Regions from separate parts of the Anas platyrhynchos genome. Here region 2 is linked to region 1. A link is a contact called in public Hi-C data. All regions are on one chromosome and are shown on one strand. The core of a region is the stretch at or near the end of the contact, and the rest is flanking DNA. Distances in the headings are between cores, read along the strand shown. Region 1 holds the start of RMI2 (RecQ mediated genome instability 2). Region 2 holds the start of CLEC16A (C-type lectin domain containing 16A).

Evidence for each region. A called contact is a pair of places that touch in the nucleus more often than the background predicts.
Region 2: a contact with region 1 is called in a Hi-C map of subcutaneous adipose tissue, with 2.1 times the contacts expected there. The contact joins the promoter of CLEC16A here to the promoter of RMI2 in region 1. A contact is called at or near these places in 3 of 8 Hi-C or Micro-C datasets (F1 follicle, liver and subcutaneous adipose tissue).

What each region holds. Positions count from the first base shown.
Region 1 is chr15:3,075,967-3,081,499 of IASCAAS_PekinDuck_T2T, forward strand. It overlaps RMI2 (RecQ mediated genome instability 2), which reads right to left and starts at 2,617. Exons shown (of 2, transcript XM_027468954.3): 1 at 2,120-2,617; 2 at 1,514-1,915. The coding sequence starts at 2,414. The coding sequence ends at 1,767.
Region 2 is chr15:3,267,516-3,272,624 of IASCAAS_PekinDuck_T2T, forward strand. CLEC16A (C-type lectin domain containing 16A) reads right to left here and starts at 1,559. Exons shown (of 23, transcript XM_072023930.1): 1 at 1,367-1,559. The coding sequence starts at 1,446. DEXI (Dexi homolog) reads left to right here and starts at 1,590. Exons shown (of 2, transcript XM_005031728.6): 1 at 1,590-2,759. The coding sequence starts at 2,362. The coding sequence ends at 2,643.

The DNA.
Region 1 (5,533 bases), core at 1,367-3,866:
GCTGGGATTATATACAAGATGTTGCAAAGGGTACTGAAATCCAGAAATCGCAGGTGCATTCACTAAGATTGATAAAGAGTTAATTCACAGTCTAAGAAAAAAAAAATAACACTCCACAGAATAACTCACCATCTTGCAGTGTTTTTCAGATAGGGGAAGAAACTGTTGCAGCAAGGTCCTGTTGGCACAGGGAATTCCTAGATGCTCCTTGCAAACACGTGTGCTTTTGCAAATCTTGCAGCTTTTGCTGCAAAAGATCTTGCTTCACTCACTCATTTGAAGGCAAGGCAATAAACAAACTGTTTTCCTACAGAAAATGTGTACAATCCATTTAAGAAATAGCTCATTGCTCTACATATCAGACAATATAAATGACTGACCTTGCCTTCTGGCTCACTGGAGACCAGAAGCTTTTGCATATGTAACTCCTGCAGATCAGAGCACACAAACACACACACCAACTGTCCTTAGAAGAGAATAGAGAGACTAAGTTGTTCTCTTTTGATCTCACATCAAAATCTACTTAGTAGATAGTATTTAATTTCCATACACTGTGGAATTGTGTTTGCAGCTTTAAAATGTATTTATTACCAACCACCGTGTTCTCGTCTTGAACACGGTGCACCAATACATGTACTTATATTTCCAGTAATTTAGGCACAAGAAGTATCTAGGGGATGACTCTCGTCTTGTAGATGAGAGTCATCCCCTTTCTTTCTTTCGTATCATCCTTTTCTTTCGTATCACTTTCTTTCGAGTCATCCCCTTATCTTTCTTTCGTATATGCAGAGGAAATGTTAATTAACAAAACCCAATTGCTGGACAATACAGTCCCAAACCACAAACCTACACCATATGGATAACGCAATGCTTTCTTTAGGACTCAAATTCTCTTTAGACAAGATGGGAAATAGTAATATTTTTCAGAGAGTGCTTTTTAAGGGTTTTTGATTTGATTTAGCATTTTTTTCAGGAGGAACGATAGATAAACGTAACTAGAAAAATACCTAAAAATAGCATACACTTGAACAAGAAAGGAAACCTTCAAACAGACAAATGCGCTTAAGAACAAGTTTTCACAAGGTGGTGAAAGTATTTACATTTTGAACCTGGAGAACCTATTCCAAGGAATTCTGCATCACATCTTTTGAGTTAATTTCACTTCACTGGAACACACGGGTTATTACTGTACCACTTTCACTATTTCAGAAACACAGAAACCAGAAAGGTATTTAAGTACAAGATTATGCTTAGTTAGAAAGAGACATCTTTCTTACAAGTAAAGTTTACTGGCATGGTTATTACTGAAAGAGAAAACACAGAGCAAGATGCTATTTCCAGACACATCTAAATGGTCTATAACAGCTTCTGCTTTCATTCCACGTATCAAGCTCACCCTGGTAACATGAAACGCATCACTGGGAACGCCTGCCTAGGCACGTGCTCCTAGAAACAACGGCTAACAATAGCAGAAACATGTCGCATTCATAACAACACTTCCAAGAGCATCAAGTGTTTCTCAGATAAATGTAGTTTACTCTGTTGGTACAAGACTGTGAAAGAAACAAGCACCATGATTACTATCACATATGCACATTTCCCTCAACTTAAATCTGAGCCCAACAAAATCCAAGCCCCTGCCAAAAAAACCCCAAGTCTTGTTATACTCCAAGTGTGTTGTTTGAAATCACAAATAGCCAGAATGGCCCAGCGCAGTGCACCAATACATGTACTTATATTTCCACGTCTTTAGGCACAAGAAATATCTAGGGGATGACTCTGTGTAAATCCTCCACTTCGAGGCTCCACATATTCTCATGCACCGGATTTTCAGAAAGATCCGTCATCTTTATTGCTCGCAGTACAGGCTCGGGGCTGCAGGACCGCACCACGCCCATCACCATCACGTACTTCCCTGAGAGAAAATACAACAAAAGCAGCCAGTCTGAGGCCCCCTTGACCTTTACGTCTTCATTTCATTTCTAAGGCGGGCAGCGAAGCCGTTATGACCACGCAACGAGCTCGAGGTACATTTCGGGACTCCGGCCCCGCTCTACACCCGCCTCCCCGAGGCCTCAGGGGGCCGCCGAGCGCCGCCCGGCCCCGGGCTCCGCTGTACCTGCGCTGAGGCACGGCCGCCCCTGGGGCACGGCCTCCACCCCCAGCACGGTGAAGGCGCCGCTCGCGTCCCTCAGCCGGGCCGAGCCGCCGGCGGCACCGCCCCGCGCCACCTCCAGCACGGTGCCCTGCATCCACGCCGCCCGCAGGCGCAGCGGTACCCGGCCCGCCTCCGCCAGGCCCAGCGCCCACATCCCGTCGGCGCCCCGCACGGCGCCCCGCAGCTGGGCCGCCAGCACCTTCACCGGCGGCCCCGCTGCCTCCCCGGACATGGACATGGACATGGACATGGACATGGACGTGGCCCGGAGCCCGCCGCGCAGCCGCTGAGGGACGAAGCGAAGGGGAGAGGGCGGGAAACGCCGCCGCAGCCCCGCCTCAGCCGCCTGGCGCCGCTCGGCGGCCGGGGCCGCGCTGGCAGGCCTGGGTCAAGCCGAGGGGGGGGAAAGGCGGTGCCCGGCCACGCTCCGCCTGCCGCGGAGCGGGGCTGTGGGGTTGTGTGCGGGGAAGGCGTTCCCCACAGCAGCCGGCCCGGCTCGCCCCGCTGGTGGCCGCTGGTCAGTAGGAGCCGGTTCTTGCTCCGCCTCAGTTCCCTAGCTCCCTCGCCTGCTCCCCTGTGGTGTAAAGACAGAGTGTAAGACCCCAGCCCGTGCTTTGACCGGAGCACAGAGTGCATCCCCGGGGGCGGCACCCTCCACGGGATGAAGCCGCACCGGGTGGATTCGTCCCGGCCCCAGCCCGGCTGTTGTGGGCAGCCTGGAGCCGGCCCGGGTGCCGGTCCCCGGGGTGTTTCGTAACCACTGAGCAGGAAAGGAGAAGGTTAATGGTCACTGTGCAGTTAGCGTCCTCTGCTTCGTGAGAACAACACGCTGGTTTGCTCAGGAAGGCTCTCAGGGTAACACATATATACACACATATACATATATGTATACATACATATATGTGTGTATACACACACACACACACCTGTGGAAATTTCAAGCACTATGCACAGAAAGCACATGCAGCCCTAAGCTGGGAGCTTTTCAGCATTACTTTTCAGTCTGTTTATATTCCAGACAGGCTAATTTGCTTCACTTCACTTTGAAATCCCTGAAATGCTGTGGTCTGTTTCAGGTGGGTAGGTTGGCACTTTATTTGGAAAATATACCAAGAAATAGGCCAATGGAAAAGCAGGAGAATGGGACAAACAAAAGTAAAAGAATCAGGAAAATTGTGGGGACTGTTTCCTCAGGTTCACAAGCTTTCTGTTACCTACAAAAATGCAAAATATGTAAAAATACATAGAGAACTGACTTCTCTCCAGTCACTTTCCAAAGCACGTTTTGTTCTCCATTAAAAGAGCCATTACTCTATTTTAAAAAATCCAGTTGCAAGTAGCAAAATACATTGAAAGACATTTTTTTGCCTACTCATCCATGAATTGTTTATTCAGAATATCTTTTCTCCGGAGACATTTTCTGTTTAGAGACATTCTGTAAATGGGACTTTATTCCTTTTTTTTTAGAGTAAGGAAGCTGTTAATGTTTTGTTACCATTTACAGTAAGAATAAAAGATAATATTGGTAATAACAATAAAAACCCTGACATCCAAGTACACCCATTTCAATACAGAATCATGTAATCTGGCAACCAAATCATATGGGTTACAGGAATAGAAAGACATTAGATGGTTACTGTATATGAATGCAAAATTTGAGCTAGGCTCACTGGAGAAGAATATTTGTAATTTACATGTATGTCCCTAAGCTACAGTCTCTTGACAGCATCAATATTTAGTTTCACATTAAAAAATAAATAAATTGTGCCAAATATTGATAAAAGTATTGTATTCCTATTTGTTACTGTATAGTAGGAGAGTCTAATACTTATTAAACCATTAAATCTACAGATGAAGGCAAGACCCCTACAATAAAGTAATCTGCAGGAGAGACTAAAATGTCGCTTTTAAAAGACTTTCCTTGGAGAAACCTATGAGAAGAGGGATGGAGTACTGGTGATCTCCACCAAGTAGTGGTTTGTTTTCCAAAACCAGAAAATCCTTTCCTTTCAGCAAAAAACAAAGCTATTCTGAACTATCTGCAAAGTTCTTATCAAAGAGCTGGCTCAGCACGGAGACACAATCTGGGCTGCAGGAAGCATGTCTGATGCCTCAGCAGACAGCGGTGTTTGGAGGTGGTCCCACAGCTGTTGCACCCAGGTTCGTGACAGCAGAGGAAGCTCAGCACACTTTTGGGATGGGAAAGGCAGTGAGCTGGTGGCTGGCAGGTTGTAAATTACACTGGATTAAGTTTGAGTGCACATGCTGAGAGTATGCTGCTGAATGAGCCAGTTTTGGTTTGTGGGGAATAAAATTGAGTCAGTCTTCTGTCTGCAGCTGCAACATGTGCTTTTCTTTAGAGCAGGACATTACTCCTTTCAAGGATGTTACTCCTCACGCTGACATGCATGTGAGAGGTGCAGTTACAGCGTGGGTAAGAAAAGGTCAGACAGAACACTGATAAGATAGCCCGTAATGGAGCCAGGTCTCCCTCTGTTAGGCTGGCACTGGTTTGTTTAGTCTCAGGAAACTTGGAAAAGAATTTGACCCGAGTGTCATCTGAAGAGATTTCCTAAGAAGCAGCAACTCAAAATGTTATGTCCAGTTCGTACGTTGTCACCCTCTCACTGACACTGTGACTTAAATGGAAGCAATTCTCTGCTTTCTGCCTCTAATTTTAGTGAAAGGCTGCTATTACACAATAAGGAAATTCTTCTTTGCAAAATAAATAAATAAAGAAATCTGCTATTTTACAGTCCTTCACCCTACCCAAGAGAATTTTAAAGAAAAGCTCTGTCCCAGTCCAATGACTGTCTAGAGAAAAGTTTCTTCAGTTTCTCTTTTGTAGTACTGAGAAATCCCTAAACAAACTTCAGACAAACTTTAACGCTTCTTTCAGCGCACACAAGGAACTGTCAAGTTTCATCTTTGAGAGATCCACCATAGTTTATGCTTGTTTTCTTATATTGCACACAGAACTACAAAAGGCAATCACGAGACTATATAAAATTCAGTAGTTTCCTGCTCTTTGTTTTGTACCATATAAAAGGTGCAATGTGGACATGCTGACATGATTTTAAATTAGCAGGCTAACGGGTTGGAAGTAATGGGTTGAAAATCAGACATATTTGCATCCCTAGCTCAAAGTTCTGCTGCATGCTTTGGGACTGACCTGTCTGGCAGGTGGATGCTGAGTTGTTTCACCAGCAGTTTCACAGGGCTGGGAACCAGACAATGCTGAAACAGGAAAACTACAGCTGGGGCCCAGCAAATTTAGCAGGTTGCTGTGGATACATGTAAGTGACGCTTTAGAGGTGACTTGAACTGAGGCATCATGAGCAACAGATGTCATCAAAACATTGCTAATAGCAGCGA
Region 2 (5,109 bases), core at 309-2,808, 190 kb after region 1:
TTGAAGGTACTGGCTGCCCTCTCCTTTACATACTATTTCAGATCTCACAATTAAAGAAAACATACATAATAAATCCACCCCATACTAGTATTTTAGTAGAGAACTACATACTTCAGCTCTCAGGTAACAAGTCAAGTACAAACACAACACTTCTAAGCCTAACACTCCTTTGCTGCCAATCAAACAGGACATTGCTTGTCCTACAAGAGAATATTTGATCACATTTTTCTTGCCTGAAAGACTAACACCCCTCTCACCAAACTCCTAAATGTAAACTCTTTCTTCCCGCTTCATCATGCATCAGCACCCTTGCTCTATCTGCAAGCGTTAACACCAAAACTAGATCTAGATCACACGAGAGCTCCACAAGCGCTGAGTAGTACAGAGTAAGGACCCGTTGTACATTAATTAGAACATTCCTATGTTTATGTGTGAGCTTTTCCTCACAATGCCAGTCACTGACTTCTCTGTCTGACCTAGTGTGCCTTCAACGTTACTTCCAGCAGTGCTACTGCCACATCAGCTACACTACCTTGTATTTATTGACTTCATTTCCCTGTCTCTGCTAAAGTCCTGCACTGCTGTTTAGTCTTGCTAGGTTTGCACAAATCTCCAGTTTAGAGATAAGGACCAAAAACCATACATCACCTTGATAAAGTAATTGCAAGATCCCAATCCTGTATAAGTGTATCCTGCACTTTAGTGTCCAGAGCCCATTCAAAACCTCTTGTACTCTGACTGATTATCAAAAACTACCAGCCACACATTTCTCTAAGAGCTCTGCATTCGCTGCAATTTCATTTAGAAAAAGCTTCCCCTCTCAATGCTCGTCTTCCCTCGCTCAACAGACCAAAAAGCTATTACAGCAGACCTCATTATTCTGCCAGCACCAGGCCCCTCAGAACTGATCAGAGACTTGGAAACTGCTTCACCTCTCCAGCGGCAGAGCCAGAAAACACTCTCCCACCCGTTCTGCAGTCAGCAATAACGCCGGGATTCCGGGCTCCAGAGACCAGCGTTACCATGCCCCAACCCAACAGCTGTACAGCTGCCAGCAGCTCACTCCCCAGGCCCCGCAGCACCTGGGCCCGGCCGCCCGCAGGCCGACGGCTGTCTCAGGAAGCACCACAGATTTCTTCCTTATTGCTTCTATCACTCCGCAGAAGGCCGTGGGCTTGTCAGGACTGAAGCCACACACGTCGCAGCCACGATCCCGACCTCCCAGTACGGAACCGCGCCTGCCCCGAGGGGAGCTGGAGGCGAAGACAGACAGCCCCGCTGCCGGCTCCTGAGGAAAGCAGCCCGGCCCGCCAGCCCCCCACACAACCGGGGGGCATCCCCGTCCCTCCCGGGCCCCCGCTCTCACTTGAGGTGGTCCAAGGAGTGGATGCTGCGGGCGGCCTTCCCGTGCCCGCCGCCCACCCAGCTGCGGGAGCGGCCGAACATGGCGGCGGCGGCCCCTAGGGCTCCATAGCGCGACGGGCACGGGGGACGGGTGCCGCGGGGCCCCCGGCGCACAGCACGGCCGGCAGGGCGCACGCGCGGCCGGGGCACGCCGGGAAGCGAGGCCTGGACCCCGGGCCCGGCGGCGCTGCGGGGACTTCAACTCCCAGCAGACAGCGCGGCGCGCTGAGGGCTGCCCCTCCGCCATTACGAGTGGGGGGCTCGGCGCCGGCGTACCCTCAGGGCGCGCGGGTCGTGACGGGCGGGGAGAAGCCGGTCCGGGCGCCGGGGGGCACGGGAATGGAGATGGGGCTGGCGGTGCCGTGCCCTCTGCCGAGGGCTTTTGGTCTGCACCGCCCGTCTGGGCTTACGCTGCCTGGTTTAAAGCGGGACAAGGGGAGTGGGAACGTTAGTGGCAGCTGGCTGGGGGGGATCCGCGTCAGTTGAATTCCTTAAATAGCTGAAGAAATTAAATCTCGTAAAAAAAAAAAAAAAAAAAAAAAAAAGTTGGTAGTGGTGTCTTTGGTCGTACTTTGATACCGGCAGAGCACTGCTGACGAACGGCAGCGCCTCGCTGCGCGCCGCTGAGGGACGGGGGCGCCCCTCGGTCCCCGGGGGCGGTAGCGCTGGGGCCGGGCCGTGTCGGCGGGCCTGGGCTCGGCCCTGCGCACGGGAGCGCGCCCGCCGAGCCGAGCCGCCAAGCGGGAGGGCGGGCGGCGCGGCGGGACTGCGGCAGCCGGGCCGGGCTGCCCCTGGAGCGCCTCCTGCCAGCGGCAGGGCTGCGGCACCGCGCTCAAGCCGGGTTCGCCGGGCTCGGCCTCTCTGCGGGGTCCGCATCGGGCTCCGGCCCCGGCGTTTCGCCCCCTTCGTCCCCCTGCCCCCCCGGCGAGGCTGCGGAGCGCGGCCCCCCGCAGCTGCATGCCCGCCGCCGTGTCGGCACGGCTGGATGCGCTGGAGTCCTGGGCCTTCCATGCGCTGCTGGCGCTGCCCTATATGTTCTACGTGGGCTTGTTCTTCGTCAACGTGCTGATCCTGTACTATGCCTTCCTGATGGAGTACATCGTCCTCAACGTGGGCATCGTCTTCCTGCCCGAGGACGTGGACCAGGCTCTGCTGGACCTGGGAGTGCTCTCCGAGCCGGGTTCCGTGCTCTACGAGACGGACGGCGAGCTGGATGTCTTTGACGGCTACCTGGAGTGACGCCCCGGGGCGGCTGCGGAGCGGGCTTCCCGGGATGCCCCCGCTCCACCCGAGCGGCCCCTGCCCTTCGGGACGCCGCAGGGGAGCCGGCAGCAAACGGAGGGCTCGCAGGGCAAGTAAGTCACTGCCGCTGGCTCCTCTCGGCTGCCGGGCTCCCGGGGCCGGGCCGGGCACAGGGAACAGCCCCGCCGCCCGGCCGGGTGCGCGGAGCGGGTTGGGGGCCGGGGCTGTACGTCCCCGGGGCTCTTCCTGCCCGTGTGGGGTTTGCAGCCGAGCAACAACTTCGCTAATCGGGTCTTAGAGCAGCGCCGAATGGAAGTGATAACGCAGGGCAGTATTTAGCCATACACCGGAGGTCACACACTGCTCATAAACACATTTTAAATAGCCGCCCTTTAATAACTGCACTTAGATAACATGAAACCACCCAACTGACCGTTCTCACGTTTATCGCAGCCCCAGGGTTTGCTTGATCAATTTGTTCTGTACTTCTGAGCGATGTTGGAAGCCTGGGAACGTTGTAAGGATTTTGGCGTTTTAAACCACTGAAATGCAGTTGGGAAGCGAATCAGTATTTCCAGCTGGGACACTCTGTGCCAAGTGTATGTTAATGAAAACATTCACAGTTTAAATAAAAATGTGTTAGCAAATCTGCCAGTATAATTTCTTAGCAAAATATTGGCTGTAAGTTTGAAAATCAGTTTAGGATACCTTTTTAACTTTCTGTTTGAAAATAGGGAAATAAGAAATTCTGTTCTAAGGTTGCAGACATAACCTTGGTGAACATATTATACAAATACCATCTGACATCAAGCTATTTTTATCAGTCTTCCAATTTAAAAACAAAACAAAACCTTTTCTGTAATACTGTCCATCATACAGGTTAAAACTATCTTCCTAAATATTTCTGTTAAGATTCCATATAAAGCAATGGTAGCAGTTTTTGATCAATAGTTTAGAACATAAAAAATGGAAATTGGTGGTGTTGGATTAATATTGATTGCATAAACACGTCTGAGCAAAGCTTGGTCAAAAGCAAGTGGGAGCATGGGGAGAAAAGATTTGTGCTGCTACTGAAGAAATTCCCCCACAAACAGTTATTACAAATAAAAGTGTGTGTACACACATTTGGTGGTCCATCCCAGACTACTGGGTTAGAATAATTTTTGGCAGTCCCAAAGATCTGTAGCAGAACTCAACTCCCCGCACAACACTGTTGGCTACTTCTTGTAGCTGTCTCCTCCTCTCCCTTTTCAGTTGGGCATATAACATCCAGGCTCAGAACACAGACAATGCAATTCAAAAGTCTTCCTAAGTACCATTCAAACCAGTATCTCCTCTCTTTCAGGAAAGAAGTGCATAATAATGGAAATTTAAGCAAAACCTTTGGTGCAAAAAGTCCTAACCCTTTGCTACCCAAAAATACCTTTTCCCAAACCCCAGATCTTAAAACTCCAATGTAATCTAATGAAAAATATTAAAAAATAATTAAAAATACTAACAATTAGTAAGGGATTAAGGGATCACTTATATGCTGACTAGGATTTGTTATGATGAGCTGCATATAGTTTTCAGGAAGACCTAAGGAGAACAACACACATAAAGCTTACTCTGTGGATTTTTCCTGCTACACAGTTCAATACAACACAGGATCTGAGCACAATTCTGTTCAATGCATGTATATGGGCATCTTAAAATTTGCCTTCATATTAATAGGATAAGAAGCTCTGCAAAATACTCGATATTCTCAATTTAAAACAATGTCACCTCTATATGTGGAAATGCAAATGCCTTCACAGAGCTCAGAAGTAAGCCTTAGCCCATGCTCCATCTTGAGGTGATGGAGCTCTGCACAAGGACTAACTGTAGCCTTGACCTTTGGTTTGGAAGTTGACATGTTAGATTATTGTTTCCATTGAGAATCAAATCACAAATCTTTTAAGTTAGATCAATTATATTAGATTAGAGATATTAGATAAATATTAGAGAACAAAAAACATGCTATTGCTGCACTTTATTTCACAGAATCGTCAAGGTTGGAAGAGACCTCCAAGATCACCTAGTTCAACCTCTGACCTAACACTAACCAGTCCTCCACTAAACCATATCACTAAGTTCAACATCTAAACGTCTTTTAAAGACCTCCAGGGATGGTGACTCAACCACTTCTCTGGGCAGCCCATTCCAATGCCTAACAATCCTTTTTGTAAAGAAGTTTTTCCTAATATCCAACCTAAACCTCCCCAGGCACAACTTTAGCCCCGTTGTCCAGTCACCAGGCACGTGGGAGAACAGACCAACCCCCACCTCACTACAGCCTCCTTAAAGGTACCTGTAGAGAGCAATAAGGTCACCCCTGAGCCTCCTCTTCTCCAGGCTGAACAATCCCAGCTCCCTCAGACGCTCCTCATAAGACTTGTTCTCCAGACCCCTCACCAGCTTCGTCACCCTTCTCTGGACTCACTC